Linked DNA regions of Mus musculus: region 2 is linked to region 1. The links are chromatin contacts, called in public HiCAR-type maps. All regions are on one chromosome and are shown on one strand. Each heading gives the region's core, a stretch centred on a gene start, on an enhancer-like site or on the middle of the called end of the contact. The rest is flanking DNA. Distances are from core to core; before and after follow the strand shown.

What was found. HiCAR-type assays count read pairs that join an accessible place to other places.
Region 2: a contact with region 1 is called in a HiCAR-type map of PVALB interneurons, with 2.4 times the contacts expected there. The contact joins two enhancer-like sites. A contact is called at or near these places in 17 of 39 promoter capture datasets (the 3T3-L1 cell line, 3T3-L1-derived adipocytes, the C10 cell line and 10 more), 4 of 15 datasets of contacts at CTCF or cohesin (the NIH/3T3 cell line, embryonic stem cells, large pre-B cells and 1 more), 80 of 484 Hi-C or Micro-C datasets (the AML12 cell line, B cells, the Ba/F3 cell line and 47 more), 14 of 115 datasets of contacts at active chromatin or transcription factors (the HPC-7 cell line, PVALB interneurons, astrocytes and 8 more) and 3 of 9 other capture datasets (adipose tissue, liver and pancreatic islet).

What each region holds. Positions count from the first base shown.
Region 1 is chr15:79,385,884-79,390,848 of GRCm38.p6, reverse strand. All of the region lies in intron 1 of Tmem184b (transmembrane protein 184b), which reads left to right. Among named protein-coding and RNA genes, the nearest start is that of Gm52190, 9.7 kb to the right of the region's middle. Within about 2 kb of position 2,443, at least 49 of the 459 cell types and tissues checked have an H3K27ac peak or open chromatin away from gene starts, as enhancers often do. A contact at or near this core is called in PVALB interneurons, where this site is marked.
Region 2 is chr15:79,475,194-79,480,158 of GRCm38.p6, reverse strand. No RefSeq gene overlaps it. Among named protein-coding and RNA genes, the nearest start is that of Gm41359, 12 kb to the right of the region's middle. Within about 2 kb of position 2,673, at least 3 of the 459 cell types and tissues checked have an H3K27ac peak or open chromatin away from gene starts, as enhancers often do. A contact at or near this core is called in PVALB interneurons, where this site is marked.

The DNA.
Region 1 (4,965 bases), core at 1,194-3,693:
GTAGGGCCAGCCTGGGCTCAGCGGCTGGTGGGAATGTGATACCCCACCACACCCCTCTGTGATGGGAGGATGCATTTGTGTGAGACCAGTAATAGTGATGGCAGCAGCAGCGTGCAGTACTTGAGTCTTGTTTTTTCCTGGAAGCGCCTCTGGCTTGGGCGTGGCTGTGTGCCCTTTGTGCCAAGCAGAGAGAGGTTGCATAATTTGTCTCTGACACACAGCTAGAGTGGCAGAGCTTGGAGTCAGGTGTTGGTGACGTGGCTCCAGGGCTCAAGGTTGAAGAAAGGCCAGGCAGTGTGGGGAGGGCAGTGTGAGGATTGCAGAGTGGGAGGGCAGAGTAGGGAGGGCAGTGTGAGGGGACAGTGTGGGGAGGGCAGTGTGAGGAGGCTGTCCTCACAGAGGGACAGCGGCCTGTCTTCCCAGAGGAGGCTGCAGACATGGTGTGTGTTGGAGGAGGGGAAGTTTACTGAGTGGGTTCCTGGGTTTGACACAGTTCATTTCCTAGGGCCTGGTTGAAATGTGTTCCAGACTCGCCTTCCCACTTCCCTCCGATGCCATGTTCTCAAGTCCCTTCTGGGTCACATTCCACTCCCTTGACCCTCTGGTGTAAGGTGGAGAGCATAGTGTATTGGCTACCCCCTGTTTTGAGAGCTGGGTTACCCCAAGCTTGTTTCCTTCTTTCCCATTAGCCACAGGCCTGAGGCTCAACATGAGCCCTGTCCTTTGTCATGGTGGCCACCGGAGGGTCTCTGCCCAGAGCACTCATCTGTCTGGGTGCTCTGACCAGTTAAGTCTCCTTTGCATGTGGCCAAGGCCTTTATGAGCTGCATAGTATCTGTCACAAGTGGCCTGTTCAACTGCTCCTGAGTGAGGCCTTGTTGGCACAAGCCTACCGAAACATCAGGAGGGCACAGGCTGGCTCCACACCATTGTCCATGCCATGCCCATGTCCCCAAATCAGTGTTCAGCAGATACATTCCAGCCTCGTGTCACTGTCATCCAGCCAGATAGCATGATAGTGGAAAAGGCCGTGAGAGAAAAGACTGTGGATCTGACAGAAGGTGGCCATGTGTAGGCAGTAGGGGACAGGGCAGAACATTCCAGTCCCCAAAGCAGGTGCCCTGAAACATGAACTTTGACCTCCAGAAGTTTACAGTGTTGTCATGGAGAAATCAGGTGTGAGCCCACCTGTGGTGAGTGTCTCTAACTCAGGGAACTTCCTTATTCTGACAGTGACTCTCCCCTTGCTTGAGTGACAGCTGGTGACAGAGTCTGTTTTCATAAACTTGCCTTCATGGTGCTGTGCCTCTCCACCCCTGTAATAGTCCATTGCTCTACTTGGTGTGGCCTTCTCAGGCTAGAAGACGGTGGATGTAATCCAGCTTCCATCCTTTGCTCTCTCCATACCTCCTTCCAGCAGAACACTCCTGCTCAAGCCAAGCCGCAAAGTGTCAGCAGTGCGGAGGGTCCAGATGACAGAGCCCACAGAGCGTGCTGGGTGGCTACAAGGCCAGGCTCTGCATTGCTCAGTAGCTCGCAGTTGCCTCTTCCCATGTCCCTACTCTGTGCCTGGCATCATGGACCTAGAGAATGTGGGAAACAGGAATGCTGAGCTGAGCACTGCCAGGTTCTGCTGGAGTGGGTGGGGCCCAAGGTGGTGGTGATGTTTTTGGTGAGGTGAGAGTTAGTGGTCTTGTTACCATAACGATCAGGACAGAGGAGAAGCACCTGGGCACTCAGATATGTGCTCACCTCACACGTGTAGGGTGACAGGGCTTCTGCTGTTGAGGCTCAGACAGGAGGCCAGAGGCCTTGGTCACTGGGGAGTCCACTCCTGTCAGTGCTGAGTAGTTTGGGGGGAATGTTGTAAGTGTGGAAGTCAGTCCTTGTGTTGCAAAGCCTCCCTAGCCATGTTCCTTCTCCACCACAGGAGACTCCAGATCTTGCAGAAACCCCAGAAATTCCTCCTTAGTCAGCAGCAGACTCATTTTGCAGCCAAAATCTGACCTGAATTGATGTGAGACTAATTATAACCTTTAAAGGTTTTACCGAGGCAAGTGAGCTACATTTTTCTCTATGGGAGTGCTATGCATGGGAGGTTTGGGGGGTTGCCTAGACCCCTGTGTGAATGCCAGACCATATGCAGTACTATAATCTATTTATTTACTTACTTACGCATTTAATTTTGTTGAAACAATCTTACACACCCCAGGCTGGCCTCAGCTCACTGTGTAGCCAACGCTAGTCTTAAACTTCTAAGCCTTCTATGGGATTACAGACATGAGCCCCCACATCTGGTTTATATAGTACTAGGAATGGAACTTAGGGTGCTGTTCTAAGCAACAGTTCTACCCACGGAGCCACGTTTCTAGCCCTACACTGTACCTTTTGAAAGTGTGCACACTTCTGGTTGCTAACCTTGTGCCTCAGAGGCCATGGCAACAGGACAGTACACGCCTTTGCTCTGCTCCCAAGATAAACACCAGCTCACCTGTTCAGGTCCAGCTCGGTAAGGTTCAGACTCTAGCTCTACCACCTGACTCAGGGTCGGGGACAAAGTGCCAGCTTGAGACCTGGCCTCTTCAGAGTTGTCAGGCAAACGGTGGGAGGTGGGGTGACAGCACTTAAGGCAGGTGGGCCACTGGGGAGCCAAGCAAGTGCTTGGCTTTACTGTCTGCATGATCTGAAGCCTGGGGCTGGGGGCTGGAGGCTAAGGGACTGTGCTGGGATCAGTTAGTACAGAGACTGCAGAAAGACAAGGCGTCAGTGGCCGTTGGCTAGCTGTACTATTGATTACACACCTTTAATAGCAGTCGAACCCCCAAACTTGCCATACTTTTTAATCCCAGCACTGGGGACGGAGAGGAGACCTGGTCTAAAAACAAAACAAGCAAAAACCAAACTAGGGCTTTAAGATAGCTCAGTGGGTAGAGACCTTTCTGTTGCAATCATAAGGACCTGTGTTTGGCTCCCCAGCACATTGTAAATAAAAAGCCAGATGTGGCCTTGCATATCGGTAACCCAGCTTGCTGTCATTCTAGCCAGAAAATAGTGAGCCCCAGGTTCAGCAAGGGACCTGTCCCAAGAGAGAAAGGCCAAGAGCGACAGAGGATACCTGACAGCCTCGTCTGGTCTCCGCCCACGTGCACATGGTGCACACTTACGGCACATGTACACAGATAAACAAACACCAGGACTTTTGAGTGTGGGTTTTGGTGTACTGGTAAGATTTTGCAAAATCACCCTTCCTGTTACCCTTTATCTGTAAGATCCATTCCACATAGAGGTCAGAGGGCAAGCTGATGTCATGAGCCTTAAAGTTGGAGTCATTGATAGCACAGGCCTTCTGGCTTCCTTGGCTGGCGTGTTCAGGGTGGGCGAGCTTTGGCGCTGTGGAGGGAGCATCTGGAAGGCCCGACCCTGCCTTCCCTGATAGAGCTCCCTGCCCATGCCCCTGTGGCAGCGCAGGCCACAGCAGGGGCCAGGGCTTCTGCCTTGGCTCACAGTCAGTGTTCCACTCACTGATCCGTCTCAGCCACTGACTGTACAAAGGAGCTGTCAGAATTAGCTGGTACATTTCCATTGCCTCTGTCAGTCAGATGCTTCTTATAAACCAAACAGGCATTTGCCCCAGAGTCTCTAACATGGGCATGCAGAACACTCAGAGTCACTGGGAATTTGTTTGTTTGGTTGTTTGTTTGTTTGGTTTTTGGTTTTTGGTTTTTCGAGACAGGGTTTCTCTGTGTAGCCCTGGCTGTCCTGGAACTCACGCTGTAGACCAGGCTGGCCTCAAACTCAGAAATCCGCCTGCCTCTGCCTCCTGAGTGCTGGGATTAAAGGCGTGCGCCACTACACCCTGCTGAATTTTTTATTTTTAATCAGCTAAAAAAAATTCTATTTCATAGTATCTTTGGAGTATCTTTGAGATTTTTTTTTTCAATTGATGCCAGATAACACTGTTTTTGGTCCCAAAGCCCTGCATAGAGCCTTCCTCGATTGATGTTTCTGAGGGTGTCATCGGGAGCGCCTTTCAAACAGCAGCACTGTCCTGTGAAGGAATGTCACAAAGGCATCTGAGGACATTTTGAAGGCAGTCCTAGGAAGCTTGCATAGAGGCAGTGTAGAGCTAGTTCCAATGTCTAGGACGGAAGCGCCTGGCACTGAGGCCAGCCTCAGTTTTCCCTTCCCGGGTTTTGCCACTCAGATGCTTTTCTGCAAGATAGGGAGACAGTCTCTCCTTTGGGCCTTGGCTCGGTCACTGGGTCTCAGCTTTGGCGGAGGTTTTGATATTCTGCCTTCATTATGGAAGTTTGATGATGGACGGCTCCTTACGTGCTGACGAGCCGTCCCTCCCTCACCCTACACTGGGTTTCTGTATGACCGACCTCACTCACCTTTCTCTCTTCCCTTAAAAAGCACCCCAAGCTGGATGCTGGGCTTAGGCTCTGAGATGCTGCTCAGGAAGATTTTTTTTCTTCCTTCTTGAGATAGAATCTCATAGAGCCCAGTCTGGCCTTGAACTTGCTTTGTAGCAGGAGATGATGTTGAACCCTGTTTTCAATTCTCTGGGGTGCTGAGAGCCAAACCTAGGGCTTCAGGCATGCTAGGTAAGCACTCTACCAACTGACCTCTGCCCCAGCACAGGAGGAGCCCTTGAACACAGGACACAAGAATTTAAGGCCAGCCTCGGGCAGTGGAGATGGGGGTGTAGATATAGCACCATGGTAATTTTTTTAACCCTTGTAACAAGCCAGTATGCATCTCTGCATGCTGTAGACTTTAAAGATCTATTTTAGGCGAGGGAGAGGACTCAACAGTTAGCACTTGTTCCTCTTGCAGAAGACCCAGGTTCATTTCTCAGCGCCCACAACCATCTGGTGGCAACTGTGCTTCCAGAGCACCTGACACTCTCTTGTGGTCTCCAAGAGCACCAGGTCCACATGTGGTGCACCTAACATTAATGCA
Region 2 (4,965 bases), core at 1,424-3,923, 89 kb before region 1:
TATACGTGAGCCCTGAGGTGGGCAGGAGGGAGCATTTTTTAACCACTGTGTAGTCCAGGGTCATCTCGTCCCTTCTCCGAAGCTTCATTTCCACGTCTTCAAGGTTAGGAGCTGGGTTTCATGGCTCCTGGGGTTCTGGTGTGTTGTGCAAGCGTGGATTCTATTCCTGGCTCTTTCTGAAGATGGTGGGAGGCCTCGGGAAGAGAGCAGGTTAGGACAGAACCGGCACTTAGCAAAGTCATCCAAGCCTCTTTGCTACCTCCCTTAGGCCCTAGGGACCTGCAGGGCCTATACTCTCACTGTCCACTGACTCCCTCAAGTCTGGCATCAAATCACTTCATGGACCAGGCAGGAACCTGCCAGCCCAAAGCACTGCCTAGGTCCCTGTGGACAGGATAGACATCGGCACCAGGCATCCCACATTCTACCCCTGACCTTAGCACCTGGCCCAGATCGATGCTGAATCCCAGAATCATGACTGATCCTAAAAAGCTCCCTTACCTGACAAATAATTTATGAGCCCCTCCCATAAGCAATGGAGGCCCTGTCTCAGGCAAGGGGCTTTGGCACTAAACCAGAGCTGTGCCTGGAACCCGGCCTACGGCTCTTCCACACTGGGGTGTAGTGTTCGAAAAGACCTCTGGCCAGTCACTAGCCCGGGAGCACAAATTCCTACCCGACTGGACAGGAGTGGGTGTCAGATTTTCCAGTTGCATGATGGGAGGAAAGACAGGAGCACAGTGGGACCCCATGTATGGAGAGGGGGCAAGCCTGGGATAGTAGGCTGACAGACACCTGGCCTTTCTTCAGCCAGAGTAGGGGTAATAAACTGTGTGGAATGGGGACAACAGGACCGGAGGCTTGAATGTCAGATGGAGGAGCCAGAGCCTTTTCTTGCAGGCAGCAGGAGCACGGCAGGCAGCCTGGGAGCAGAAGTAGGAAGGAGGGTGGACTCCAGGAAGCTTTGCTCTGGTGGCTGAGTGGGCTGACGTGGGGTGGGCGATGAGAGCTCACAGACCCTTGTCAATCCTCAAGTCTCAAGGCCCCCGAAGGAAGCCGGAGGAGACAGCGGGAAAGGGAGGGGGCAGCCTGGGGCTGAGGACCTGTCAAGCCTGCGAGAAGTCTCAGGGTGGGCAGTGGGGAAGCAGACAGGTTAATGACAGGGAGTAGAAGGGATGGACAGATTCCAGTCCCTTCTGACAGGTGAGGGGAGGCAGGGCATGGGCAATGGGGCTCACAGAGGAGAAAAGGAAAGGGGCTATTTATGGCCTGGGCCCTGTCGGGAAGGCGTGGACAAGGAGGCTTTCCCTTCCTCGTTGGGCTTTGCCACACACTGGTGGCTGGCAGAGGATGCAGGCTGAGGACCAAAGATGCTAGGTCTACTAAGGGGTCCTGGGAGAAGGGGAGGTGACAGTGAGTGACAGGGGTGGGTGGGGAGGTAGGGAGCTGGAGATGAAGCAGAGACTCTAGCAATATTGTCACAGCTCCAAGCTCTGGGCTCGCAGCATCTCAGCCTATGGTCATGACATGATTTGCAGCCAGAACATTCCTCCAAAGGTCCCTCTGGTTAAAGGCTTTGCTGCCAGTGTGTGACAGTGTTGAGAGAGAGGTGGTAGAACCTTCAGGAGTCAGGTCACCTGGAGGTGGGTCATCGGGAGGTCCTCAGGGGTAGGCTCTTGAAAGCTACCCTGAGGTAGAACCTTTGCTGAGTGTGTGCACACCGTCTGATGCCCAGAGACCTAAAAGGAGCTTACTATGGGGGAGAACCTTGAAAACCAAGAGCCAAAATCTACCCTTCAGGCTGAGGCCGTGGCTAAGATGGTAGAGTGCTTGTCTGAGACACAAAGGTCCCAGGTACAATTCCCTGTGCCAGACCAGGTGGGGTGGTACCCACTTGTAATCCCAGCACTTGAGAGGTGGGAGCAGGAAGGTCCAGCGTTTTTTTTTTGTTTGTTTGTTTGTTTTGTTTTGTTTTGATTTGATTTTTAAAGATTTTATTTATTATTATATGTAAGTACACTGTAGCTGTCTTCAGACACATCAGAAGAGGGCATCAGATCTCATTACGGATGGTTGTGAGCCACCATGTGGTTGCTGGGATTTGAACTCAGGACCTCTGGAAGAGCAGTCAATGCTCTTAACCGCTGAGCCATCTCTCCAGCCCAGGGGCCAGCGTTTAAGGTTATTTTTAACTACAGGAGTCATTTGAAGATGGTTTGAGCTGCGTGAAGTCCTGTTTCTACCCATCCCATCACCCCCCCCCAAACCCATCTCAAAATACACCTCTCCCCCTATTTAGTTAATTTTAAAGGGGATTTTGTCACAGAGATAGAACACTGAAGGCAACTCCAGACCCAGCCACATTGCCCAAGGTGAGCTGACCATCACTGGGGCTGTTCTGAGTGGTGGTGTGAGCTGCAATCAGGAAGAAACACTAGTCTTATTCAGAGTCCTGAAGGGTCTAGCTGAAGCCCGTGGAAACCTGGGGAGACAGTTGGCGTGGCGGGGGGAGGGGAGAGACAGTGAACCTGGCAGGGAGCCAAGGAAGGAAGATGAGAGTTGGAGGGGACACACAAAGGTCCATTCTGTGTGACCTTGCCAGAGGTCTCATAGAACCTGGAAGCTGGGGACAGTTCTGCTGGGTTGTATGGAGGCAGGCGAACCTCTCCACAGCTGGCGGAGGAGGCACTGCTCGCTGATCTGCAGGAGGAGGACATGAGGACTGCCACCTTGGGGCTGCTCTGAGTGGCCAGATGAAGCACTCAGCCCAGCTAATGGCTGTTATTTTTATCCCCGGCCTTCAAAACTCACCTCTCAATTGAGGTCCAGGGTCGACTCTGGCAGACTACCCAACAACCGCAAAGGCTCTTTTCCAGTCCTTTTCTGCAGTGACTGGCTCCTGCCTGGAGAGAGCCTGGTACTCAGTCTGCCTGGTGAAGACCAGGCCCAGCCACCTCAGGGGCATCTGGAGACCCTCAGCTGCCAGTCGTCCACATGGAAGCCCCCCGCAGCTCAACTTCAGGAGTGGTTTGCCTCAGTTTCCTCTCCTGCCTCAGAGGGCCACAGAACGATCCCTCAGTCTCCTTCCAGGGAAAGTTCACCCACCAAAGTGTTTAGTAGTCAGGAAAGTATGGCAGGCTAGGTAGGGGGCAGGAAGGGAGAAGGACAATATTGGGGCTATCCCTTTGCCCAGCCCAGCCCAGGGGTGGTCTCTGGGACCTGGGGCTGGCTAGCCCTCTCTGAGGAGGTCCAGAGGGGGGTTGGGCAGTAAAGAGGCTGGAATTTAGCAAGGCTGTGAGTACAACCCTGTTGAGAGCGCCTGTGTTTGCAAAGTGCATTCTGCCCTGTGCTGATCCCATGTTGCTGTATGAGAGGTGAGGTCCTGTGACTACTGCAACCTTAGCCCAGTTCATAGTTGCTCTCACAGGAAGGTGCCATGCATGGAAGATACCTACTGATTTTAAAGACTCAGTATTAAAAATAAACGGCTCTCTCTCTCTCTCTTTCTCTCTCTCTCTCTCTCTCTCTCACACACACACACACACACACACACACACACACACACACACACACACACACACACACGGGGATGTGTCTCAATGGTGGAATGCTTGCAGGGCATTGGTGAAGTCTTGTGTTCTCATTTGCTTCCTGTCACTGTGATCAAATGCTCTAACCAAGCAGTGGTGGTGAATGCCTTTAATCACAGCAGAGGTGGATGCATCTCTGTGAGTTCAAGGCCAGCCTGATTTACAGAGCAAGCTCCAAGATAGCCAAAGCTACACAAGGAAACCCTATCTCAAAAACAAAACAAAGTAAGCGAGCAAACAAACACATAATACTTTGGGGGCTGGGGAGATAGCTCAGCAGTTAAGACCACTGACTGCTCTTCCGAAGGTCCTGAGTTCAAATCCCAGCAACCACATGGTGGCTCACAACCATCCTTAACGAGATCTGACACCCTCTTCTGGTCTAAAGACAGCTACAGTGTACTTACATATAATAATAAATAAATCTTTTGGTTTTTTGGGGGGGGGTGTTTCTGGGTGTTTGTTTGTTTGTTTTTGTTTTTTGAGACAGGGTTTCTCTGTGTAGCCCTGGCTGTCCTGGAACTCACTCTGTAGAGCAGGCTGGCCTCAAACTCAGAAATCCACCTGCCTCTGCCTCCCATGTGCTGGGATTAAAGGCATATGCCATCACGCTCAGCTAAATAAATCTTTAGCAAAGCAAAACACCAAAACAATACTTTGATTAACAGTAAGTAGGAGAGGAAAGGATTTCTTTCACCTTACAATTCTGGGCAATCGACTACCATCTCAGGAGGCCTGAACAACACTTAAGGCAGGAACCTGAGCCCAGGAACGGAAGCAGAGACTATGAAGATGCTGCTCACTGACTTGCACCTAGGCTCACTCAGCCACAACCTGCCTAGGGATGACACCGCCCACAGTGGGCTAGAGTTTCCCATGGCAACCATTAATCAAGAAAGTGCCCCCACGACCAAGCTGATGAAGCTTTCTGTTTCTGGGTGACTCCAGTATGTGTCAAGTTTACAAGACTAATCAGCACACCTGGGTTTAATTCCCAGTGCCCTCCCCACTGCAGCATCAGATCCTATCTGCTCCTAAAGTTGGTCAGGTGTCCGATTTCTTTAAAGGACACATGTTCATACAAAGCACAAAGAACATAGCTTCAACAAACAAATCTCAAGGAAAATAAGAGGTGGAGGGGGGACCGTGGGGCTGGAGGGGACTTGGTTATCTTCTCATTGTCCTCACTCATCCCCACCCTCTTGTGTCCCTTCCTCCTACTAATAAGTCCCCGTCTTACCTTAATGTCTGTATGTGCTCCACCTCATTTAACCAGGCTGCTTGCTTGGTGCTGTTTATTTACCTGAGAAAGGCAGTGGTTTCACCATGCTGGGATACTATGTAGTTGGTGGAACATGATGATGATGACCCATCA